Regions from separate parts of the Drosophila melanogaster genome. Here region 2 is linked to region 1. Evidence: chromatin contacts called from public HiChIP or PLAC-seq data. All regions are on one chromosome and are shown on one strand. The core of a region is the stretch at or near the end of the contact, and the rest is flanking DNA. Distances in the headings are between cores, read along the strand shown.

Region 1 (4,377 bases), core at 1,164-3,663:
CTCTCCTGAAAATGAAGAAAAGGCCTGGTTATAGTACGAGTTATATAGCAATATCGCATCTGTGTACCTTCAGTTCTTTATCCTCCTTAACAATCACATTTGGCAAATCACTGCATATCGCACCGCCAAGGAAAAGCTGACCAGTCAGCTTCGGATTCTCGGGATCGGTGATATCATATTGTCTCACATCGCCATGTCGCCAACAGTTGACATATAGAAATCGGTCGTCCAAAGAGATGATAATGTCCGAAATCATGCCACCCATATCTTCAGCTACTCCACTGCCGGTATCGACCAGTTTGCCGGGTATGTCTATTACCTTCTTGGCTTCAAATTCATCGGAATCTGATTTCTTCTTAAAGTGGAACACCTTGGCATTGAGGGCACATCCCACGAATCCCTCTGCCTTCTTAGGATTGTGCAGAAATCGAATCTCCAGGGGCGTTATGCCATCCGATCCCAGGTCGATGGTCTGGTAGAGAGTCTGCGTGGACCATTTGTAGAAGTTGAGACGACAGCCGTACTGAGACATATCCTCCAGGTCAACATTCTTCCAGCCTCTGAAAAAAAGGTTGACAAATATTATGATAAACTATGTATTTAGTGGTTATATCGAGACTAACCGTCGCCATTTATTGGGAGCTCCCCATTCCGAAGAAACCATGACATCGAAATATGGCTGATACCAGAAATCGTATCCGCACAATGCCTTCTTATCGCCCTTGGTCCAAGTACCGATGCAATTGAAGTCCGAATCGAAGAGGATAAAGTCACCCTTGGCATATCCCTCTGCATCGCCCATCACGGATATCATGATGTTCCCATTGGCCAAACAGTGTGTGGTATGCGGAGCCGTCACATTGTGGCTCTTCAAGACATCACCATCAATGGTCTTGACAATCTCGGGCTTTCGCGGATCCGTAACCACATCGAGTATGTATATAAAGTCGGAATTTAGGGACGGTAATACCAGCCTATCTCTTTTTGGCACCGTCTTAGAGCTCTCGTCGACATAGTAACAACTGGAGCAGGCGTTCCAGCCAGAATGATGCAGTTCATCACCCTTGCGATTTGTAAACGTACGGTGCACTATCTGCAAAATGATGTTAATAATGATGTAAATATGGAATCTGTAATACAAATATCCGAATTGGAAATATACATATATTCGAAAGTGATTGCTATAAATCCATTGATATAAAATCCAATTGAGCTAATTATTAAGTACATAGTATTGTTTGTCCCGCAAGATAAATGATCGAATAGTGTAGATACCTGATTTATTTACCTGACAGTAGGTGGGGCTCTCGGGATCCACGTCGACTGTGGACAGATAATCGCCGTGCGGCTCATCCAAGTTGGGCTGAACGGTGACCGTGTAGAGGAGCTTCTCCCGGGGACCACTCCTCATGGCGTCCAGGGGGGTTGCGTAACCCGGTCCTCGGCAACAGGCTTGGGAATAACAATTCAATTATCAAAATTGCTCGGGATTGTCTTTATCAAAGATTCAGGGCATGTGTTTGCAGTACAATGTGTACATATACGTCTCTTGTTTTTCTTACTTTTATTGGACATTGCTTGGCGGTTGTTGTGGGTCGAAGAACAGCGGCAAACTGAATATCAAACGATGTTGAGCGGGAGCTTTATATATTGGGGCTCTCTCGGAGATACTTATCTTTATACTCTCTTAAAGCATTTACTAAAGAGAACCGGTTCGGCCGGCTTTCTTATCACTAATACAGGTAAGGTCAGGTCAGTAATGTGTATAGATTAGGTTTAGCTCGTTTTCGTGGACTTATTGAACATGAGGAACATATGTATAATAATAAAAAACCAAAACAAACAACGCCCCTAGAGATAAGGCTATATAATTTATTTACTTAAATTAAGCTCATTTCTATTTTAGACATTTTCTCTTGTCTTCGTTATTTATTTTTAATTAGTATATTATATTTAATTATACGTATTCAATACAAGAAAATAAGTAAACAAGTAAATAACTTGTAGGGGAATATCTGAACAATCTGTCATGTAATAACAATGATTGCTTTAGAAATTTAAGTAAAGTGTGGGTAATAGTGGTATTAAAGGCACTTATTACAAAAGCTATTTTCAAACAGTTTCAGTTTAACCGCAATTTGAAGGCGTCCCAGAGCTGCAAAGAAACGAAATCGATTTTTCTTGCCAAAAGAGAGAGTTGGGGCAACACAACACATATCGATATTCGTTTTTTTCTGGCTTATGCGATGACTGTAAATGATCTTCTAGACTTTTATGGAAATCTTAAATGTGTCATTTGCTTGTACAAGAATCAAAACAAGCTTATAAAATCCACGCGCTCTCTGCAACATAATTTATATTGAACATAAATGGAATACCTTCCAAAATAAAAAGTATATTTTCCTGAGCCGGACAGTATTAGTTCTTAACAGTTGAACGGTCACACTACGTGTCAGGAAACATTTTAGCGCGTTAAAAGTCAGCGAAAACGATTTTTATCCTCGTGGCGGCTGACTAGTCCAAAGTTGAAGAGCTCTATCGAATTAAGGATAACCTGATCCTGGACAGTGTGCAGTCATGTCGCATCACTACGTGGTGACGGCGCAAAAGCCGACGGCCGTTGTTGCCTGCCTAACAGGTAAGAACAAGAGAGCGTGTGAAAGAGAGGGGCTCCCTATGCGGTCTCCCCCGGCGAAAACAGAAAACAAGCATGTTTGCCGGTCGCCGGATTACACAAGCCCATGAAACAGATTTGTTTGCTTAGCACCGGCTTCTTTGGTATGCTCCTCAGGCAACTTCACCTCGCCCACGGATCTCAATTTGATCATTGCCCGGAACAATCAGGTGGAAATCGATCTGGTCACGCCGGAGGGACTGCGCCCCCTAAAAGAGATCAACATAAATGGCACCATTGCCGTGATGCGCCACTTCCGACCGCCCGACAGCAACAAGGATTTGCTCTTCATACTGACGCGTCGTTACAACGTCATGATCCTCGAGGCCCGTATGGTCAACGACGTCATCACGGTGGTGACCAAGGCCAATGGTAATGTTTCCGACTCGGTGGGCATCCCCTCCGAAGGAGGAGTTATTGCGGCCATCGATCCCAAGGCTAGGGTCATCGGAATGTGCCTTTACCAGGGGCTGTTCACCATCATTCCGATGGACAAGGATGCTAGCGAGCTGAAAGCCACAAATCTTAGGTAATTCCGGTGAATTCTATAGTAGTTTGACAAATACGTGTGAGCATGACATCGGCGCCTTATCATGTTTTACCCTGTTTTGTATTTTTAATGAATCATTTTCATTTTTTCATTCACTACTAGTTACTAGTAAGTAACTAGTAAATGTTTTATGATTGAAGCTGTATTAAGCTCCAAAATAATGTATCCCTTCACCCTTCAGAATGGATGAGCTAAACGTGTACGATGTTGAGTTTCTGCACGGCTGCTTGAATCCCACAGTTATCGTGATCCACAAGGACAGCGATGGCCGGCACGTAAAGTCGCACGAGATTAATCTGCGGGATAAGGAGTTTATGAAAATCGCATGGAAGCAGGACAACGTGGAAACAGAGGCCACAATGCTGATCCCGGTGCCGTCGCCCATCGGTGGTGTTATCGTCATTGGTCGGGAATCGATTGTATACCATGACGGAAGCAACTATCACGCTGTGGCGCCGCTCACTTTTCGCCAAAGCACCATCAACTGTTACGCCCGTGTGAGTAGCAATGGATTGCGCTATCTGCTGGGTAACATGGATGGTCAGCTGTATATGCTGTTCCTTGGGACCGCCGAAACTAGCAAGGGAGTGACTGTGAAGGACATAAAAGTGGAGCAACTAGGCGAGATCTCTATACCAGAGTGCATTACATACCTAGACAATGGTTTCCTTTACATTGGAGCACGTCATGGAGACTCGCAGTTGGTGCGCTTGAATTCGGAGGCCATCGACGGGTCATATGTCGTGCCTGTAGAGAATTTCACCAATCTAGCTCCCATTCTGGACATTGCTGTGGTCGATCTGGATCGCCAGGGACAGGGCCAAATCATCACATGCTCGGGAAGCTTTAAGGATGGATCTCTACGCATAATTCGCATAGGCATCGGCATTCAGGAGCATGCCTGCATCGATCTCCCCGGCATTAAGGGCATGTGGTCTCTAAAGGTGGGAGTCGATGAGAGTCCGTATGAGAACACTTTGGTGCTGGCTTTTGTGGGACACACAAGGATTCTCACGCTTTCTGGTGAAGAGGTGGAAGAGACCGAGATTCCCGGATTTGCCAGCGATCTGCAGACTTTCCTTTGCTCAAATGTGGATTATGATCAGGTGAGTTGCCACACAAATCCTACTATCCAGAATCAATTTAATTAATA
Region 2 (4,377 bases), core at 1,331-3,830, 590 kb after region 1:
ATAGGATGAGAGAAAAGAATGCAAAGGTTTTTATGCTGGATTGTGGTTAGTTTTACTTTCTTTATTTGGCTGTTTATTTTATTTTATATTTTTTTTTTTTTATAAAAAGGAATGTTGAAAAAATATGCAGACACTTATAGTTTACTATGATGTGTACGTTACTCATTGATTTCTGGACTTTTTGGAAAGATATCTCATCGTTCTCGGCGGATTCCCGGCAAATTTGGAACAGTCTCATCACACGGCGGCGGAATTTCGATTGCAATTTAGTGATTTGTGCTTCTTTTTTGTGGCAATTCGTTACGTTACATTCGTTCATTGTGTTTCTTTCTTCGGGCGATATATAATGTATAGTTTTTGAGCTTCATAAAACAAAACGAAAAAACTGCGAGTCTCTTTTTCACTCGGTCTCTCTCTGTCTCCGATTACTTGGTACTTTTTTGTTTTTCTTTTTTTTTTAGGTAATTTACAAGTTATACGTTAAGAGATACAATACAATATATACTCGTATACAGTTTACATATGGATCCAATTTTAAATCGAGATTATTTCTTGATAATTTTGTGTGTTGATAGTTCTATATATTGGCTGACTGACTGATTGTTTGTTTGTTTTAGTTTTGGATAGATAAATACCATCAGCATCAGTATCGGCGGAGCGGAGACTTTTGGAGACTGGAGTGTGGAGAGGGTTGCATATCCTCCAAGTATAAGTCCGCCGAATCCGAATCCGAATCCGTAACCGTTTGCCGGGGGCAGGAATACGAATCCAAATCCATATCCGAATCCATATCCGTCTTGAGCATAGCTTAAAACCCTGACCTGGGGCATTTCACTTCTCTCAAAACCTGCCGGAGAGGAACAAGGTTAGTTCGCTCACAAGACAACAGGATAAGCTATGATTTTCGATTTAATTTCTCCATTTCGTCCTTCTTCCTTTACGGGGAATAATCTGCATCTGCTTCGTCAGCGCTGGTTTCGTATTATCGTTTAAATGTACAGTATCGTGTGACTTAAGATTAAACTTAGATATAAAATGATCATAAAGGATGGGCAAATGAAGTGTACGCTAGACCTAAAAACCAAAACGCAGGGGAGCAAACAAGAGGACCATTCTACTTGATCATCATTATCTCTATGCTTTAATCCATCAAAATTATTTATCATTTATAATTTACATTAATTGTTCGTTAAATTAATATTTTGGCGCCTTGGCAACTCCAAACAACGCCGGCTGTCGCTCTCTGAGAGTAAGAGCGCGCAAAAGAGGTGGCGAGCGAGCGAAGCCGGCAAGCAAGAGAATAAGTGAAAACTGCAAAACACGCACACACCTACAGAACAGCGGGCGTTAGGTTGGTATGTATGCCTGTATGCAGCCGCCATTTTGGGTACAAAACTGGAAGAGCACAAAATAACAACGAAATAGCCGAAACAAAGAGTAATGCGAATTAAAAAGAATACACTGACAAATACAAACATAACTTTTTCCAACGTTTTTTTTCGCCACATTTTTTGCAAGTGAAAGGCAACCGTATGATTTGTGTTCGTATGCGTCACAGTGTGTCTGTGGGGCAACGTGGGAAACAAACATAACCTCACAAAGGGGAGAAAATGTGCTCCTAGCTTAAGAAAACTCTGGTTTTCATTGCGGAAAGTGCGTGTGTGTGCAGGGGAAAACGTTGAAAATTTTCCATGTCTCCCGAGACTGTGATGATGCATTTTGGCCCGAAGATTCTATTAATATGACTGAAGTACAGTCGCACCGACACCTCACACACACACACTTAAACACACTCCGACGCACGAGCGCAAGCGAGAGAGAACACAAAAGGGGTCAGACTTCCCCCGCAGAACCCCGTAAAATCCAATGAAACTCGACCAACGACGTTAGCTTTGCATTTACGTAACAGAGTAGGCAATATACACTATGTAGAAGCAGAAAATCTATGGGGGGCACATGATCATCGGTTGCCCGTTGCAAAAATAAAAAAGAACAAAAAAAAAACGTATCCGCCGGATAATGGACATACCTGTCGTCGTCCCGCTGGCCGGATGCGGCCGATTGGTTGTCCGAACTGCCGTTGGTCGAGCCGGCGGCGCCCGCATCACCATTTTCAGATCCCGGACCGTCGGCAGTCACGTCCTTGGTGAAATCCTCGCCGTTTATTTCTGTATCCACTTGCTTGTTCTCGGCCATTTTGTGTGTTTTCGACTGATCTACTAATTTCGGGGGCTAGGCAGCACGATATTCGTTTTTTACGCAGAGCCGGAGATTTTTATACACACTCGCCAAAAAGTCGCGCGTACGAATGAAATGACGACCGGAAAATGATAAATGCAAACGACAGCGTGTGTATATGGGTGCGGCGTTGCCACCTTGATGTTTTCCCAGTCAAGTCGATTTGGTATTATTTTGGTAAATATTTGTATTGTATTTGCTTGCTCTACCTGGAGATTGTTAGCTATACATTTGCCAAGGATTAAATTGGGATTTTCTGTACGATACCACCCCAAATAAGCCTATATAAGGAGCTAAATGGGCGCGTGACTTGTCTGCTTGCAGTATGGCAGCTTTGATTTATACAATGTACACACACCTATGAAGAGAAAATGAAAAGAATACCAAAAATTTTATACAAATATTTTAAAGCCCAGTTTACACAATGGACAAGTTACTTGGTTTATAAATTCATTTTAGTTGTATTAAAGGTTTAAATATTTAAATAAATATTAAGTATTTCATAAACATTTATAATTTTATAAATATAAAAAATACAATGTTCATTATTTACTATGTGTTGGGAACGAAAACAACATTTACATACAAAGAATTGTTTAAAATCGAATTTTCATATTAACTTCTTATAGGCTGAAACATCAACAATATTTTAAATCATTTAATTGGTTTATATTAAATATTTTTATTTTTTGCAAAAATTTATACAATTTTCATATTCGGATTTCCCAACAGGTTATAATATAACGTTATTATGGTTTTTATTTATTTGCTATATAAAATGTTTCCTTTAAAGAAAGGTGTTTCATGAGCTTACTCAAAAAATCGGAAATGGCTAAAATGAAAATAAGTTTTATAAAACTATTTAAAAGAAACTTAGCGCCCCTAAAATGAGCTTAATTGAGCTCAAATATGAAAATATCAAATTCATCAAAATATTCTATGGAACATACTAGATTAACCACCCCAAAAAAAGAAGTGTGTGCACACCCTTGGAAAAGCCGCCATCATTCACACACCAACACACGCGAAACCAAGAATAAAACTGTGCAGAGGCAAAAAAGAGGAAAAGAGGAACGAACGTCGGTTCTCTTCTCGATTCAACACACTTGTCCAATTTCATTGCGTTTGCGATTATTTTCTACTCAAAAGCCACAACATATGCATCGTAACTTAATTCAACAACAACTGTGATCGCCAAACATCAGAAAGCAACAAAAAATACACGTCAAGAATTGCCAAGTTAGTTATTCTCAAAAAAAAAGACAAAAAGAATTGCAACAAACTAGACTAGTGTGTGTGTGTGAGCGAGTGAGTGCATTGGTGTGTGTGGCTGTGTGTTTTGTGTGCAGCTTGCAATTTTATACTGCATTTCATACGTTTCGACTATCGTTTTGTAAATTAAAAAAACCGCATAATTTCAGCGCTCCACTAAGAAATCCAACTCTCCCCGCCCCCCGCAGGAAGATAACAAAGAAAAGTGCTACAAAAAGTGCCGATTTTTCGGCAAACTTCAACCCAAAAGCAATACACACTGTGCATTACAAAAAGGAAAAATAAAAACGAGGAAAAATATCGCTTAAAAAAGGTGAGCCGGCGACGGCCTCGTGTGCGCGGTCTAGAAAAACTAGCATTTTCCATTTTCAAAGGGGTGGCGCATACTAGGAAAAAATCAACATAAAAAATGCTAAATGGGCGTATATTTTATTATTGCGGCAGGGCTCTATCTCTTAAATTTTTTTTTTTACCATTTTAGCGGCTTTTTTTATTATCGCTTGTGCATAACCTAAAAATGTACGAAAAATTTTGTTTTTGTACATTTTTGTTTAAATGCTGCTCTTCAACTATAGCTTTCTTTGTTCTTCCTACACACGCGGTTCGCAAGCAGAAATAGAGTGGGAAAGAGAGAACCCGAAAGAGCGGCGCGTTCATAACCGAATATGTGTGCGTGTGGGTTTGCCGCAACTCATTGTGCATTTTTTGTTTTATCGGCAAATGTTTATGGCTAAAATGGGGCAAAGGACACCTGCAAACATTGATATTTACTTACACCTTTTAACGCTATTTCAAGTGTTTTTGCAAGGCAGCAATTTGATATTTTGGCCAAGCTGGAGTTCATTGTATGCGGCGCCACAACCTTGA

What was found. HiChIP or PLAC-seq counts read pairs in DNA pulled down with a chosen protein or histone mark.
Region 2: a contact with region 1 is called in a Psq HiChIP or PLAC-seq map of the Kc167 cell line, with 5 times the contacts expected there. The contact joins the promoter of sqd here to the promoter of pic in region 1. A contact is called at or near these places in 2 of 107 Hi-C or Micro-C datasets (embryo and eye imaginal disc) and 2 of 6 datasets of contacts at active chromatin or transcription factors (both in the Kc167 cell line).

Annotation. Positions count from the first base shown.
Region 1 is chr3R:13,049,832-13,054,208 of dm6, forward strand. pic (piccolo) reads left to right here and starts at 2,414. Exons shown (of 7, transcript NM_142000.3): 1 at 2,414-2,638; 2 at 2,792-3,203; 3 at 3,406-4,330. The coding sequence starts at 2,578. CG7966 reads right to left here and starts at 1,622. Exons shown (of 6, transcript NM_141999.3): 1 at 1,563-1,622; 2 at 1,289-1,452; 3 at 624-1,093; 4 at 68-560; 5 at 1-5. The coding sequence starts at 1,575.
Region 2 is chr3R:13,643,724-13,648,100 of dm6, forward strand. It overlaps sqd (squid), which reads right to left and starts at 2,581. Exons shown (of 7, transcript NM_001260159.2): 1 at 2,030-2,581. The coding sequence starts at 2,196. It overlaps rin (rasputin), which reads left to right and starts at 3,281. Exons shown (of 4, transcript NM_169533.2): 1 at 3,281-3,477.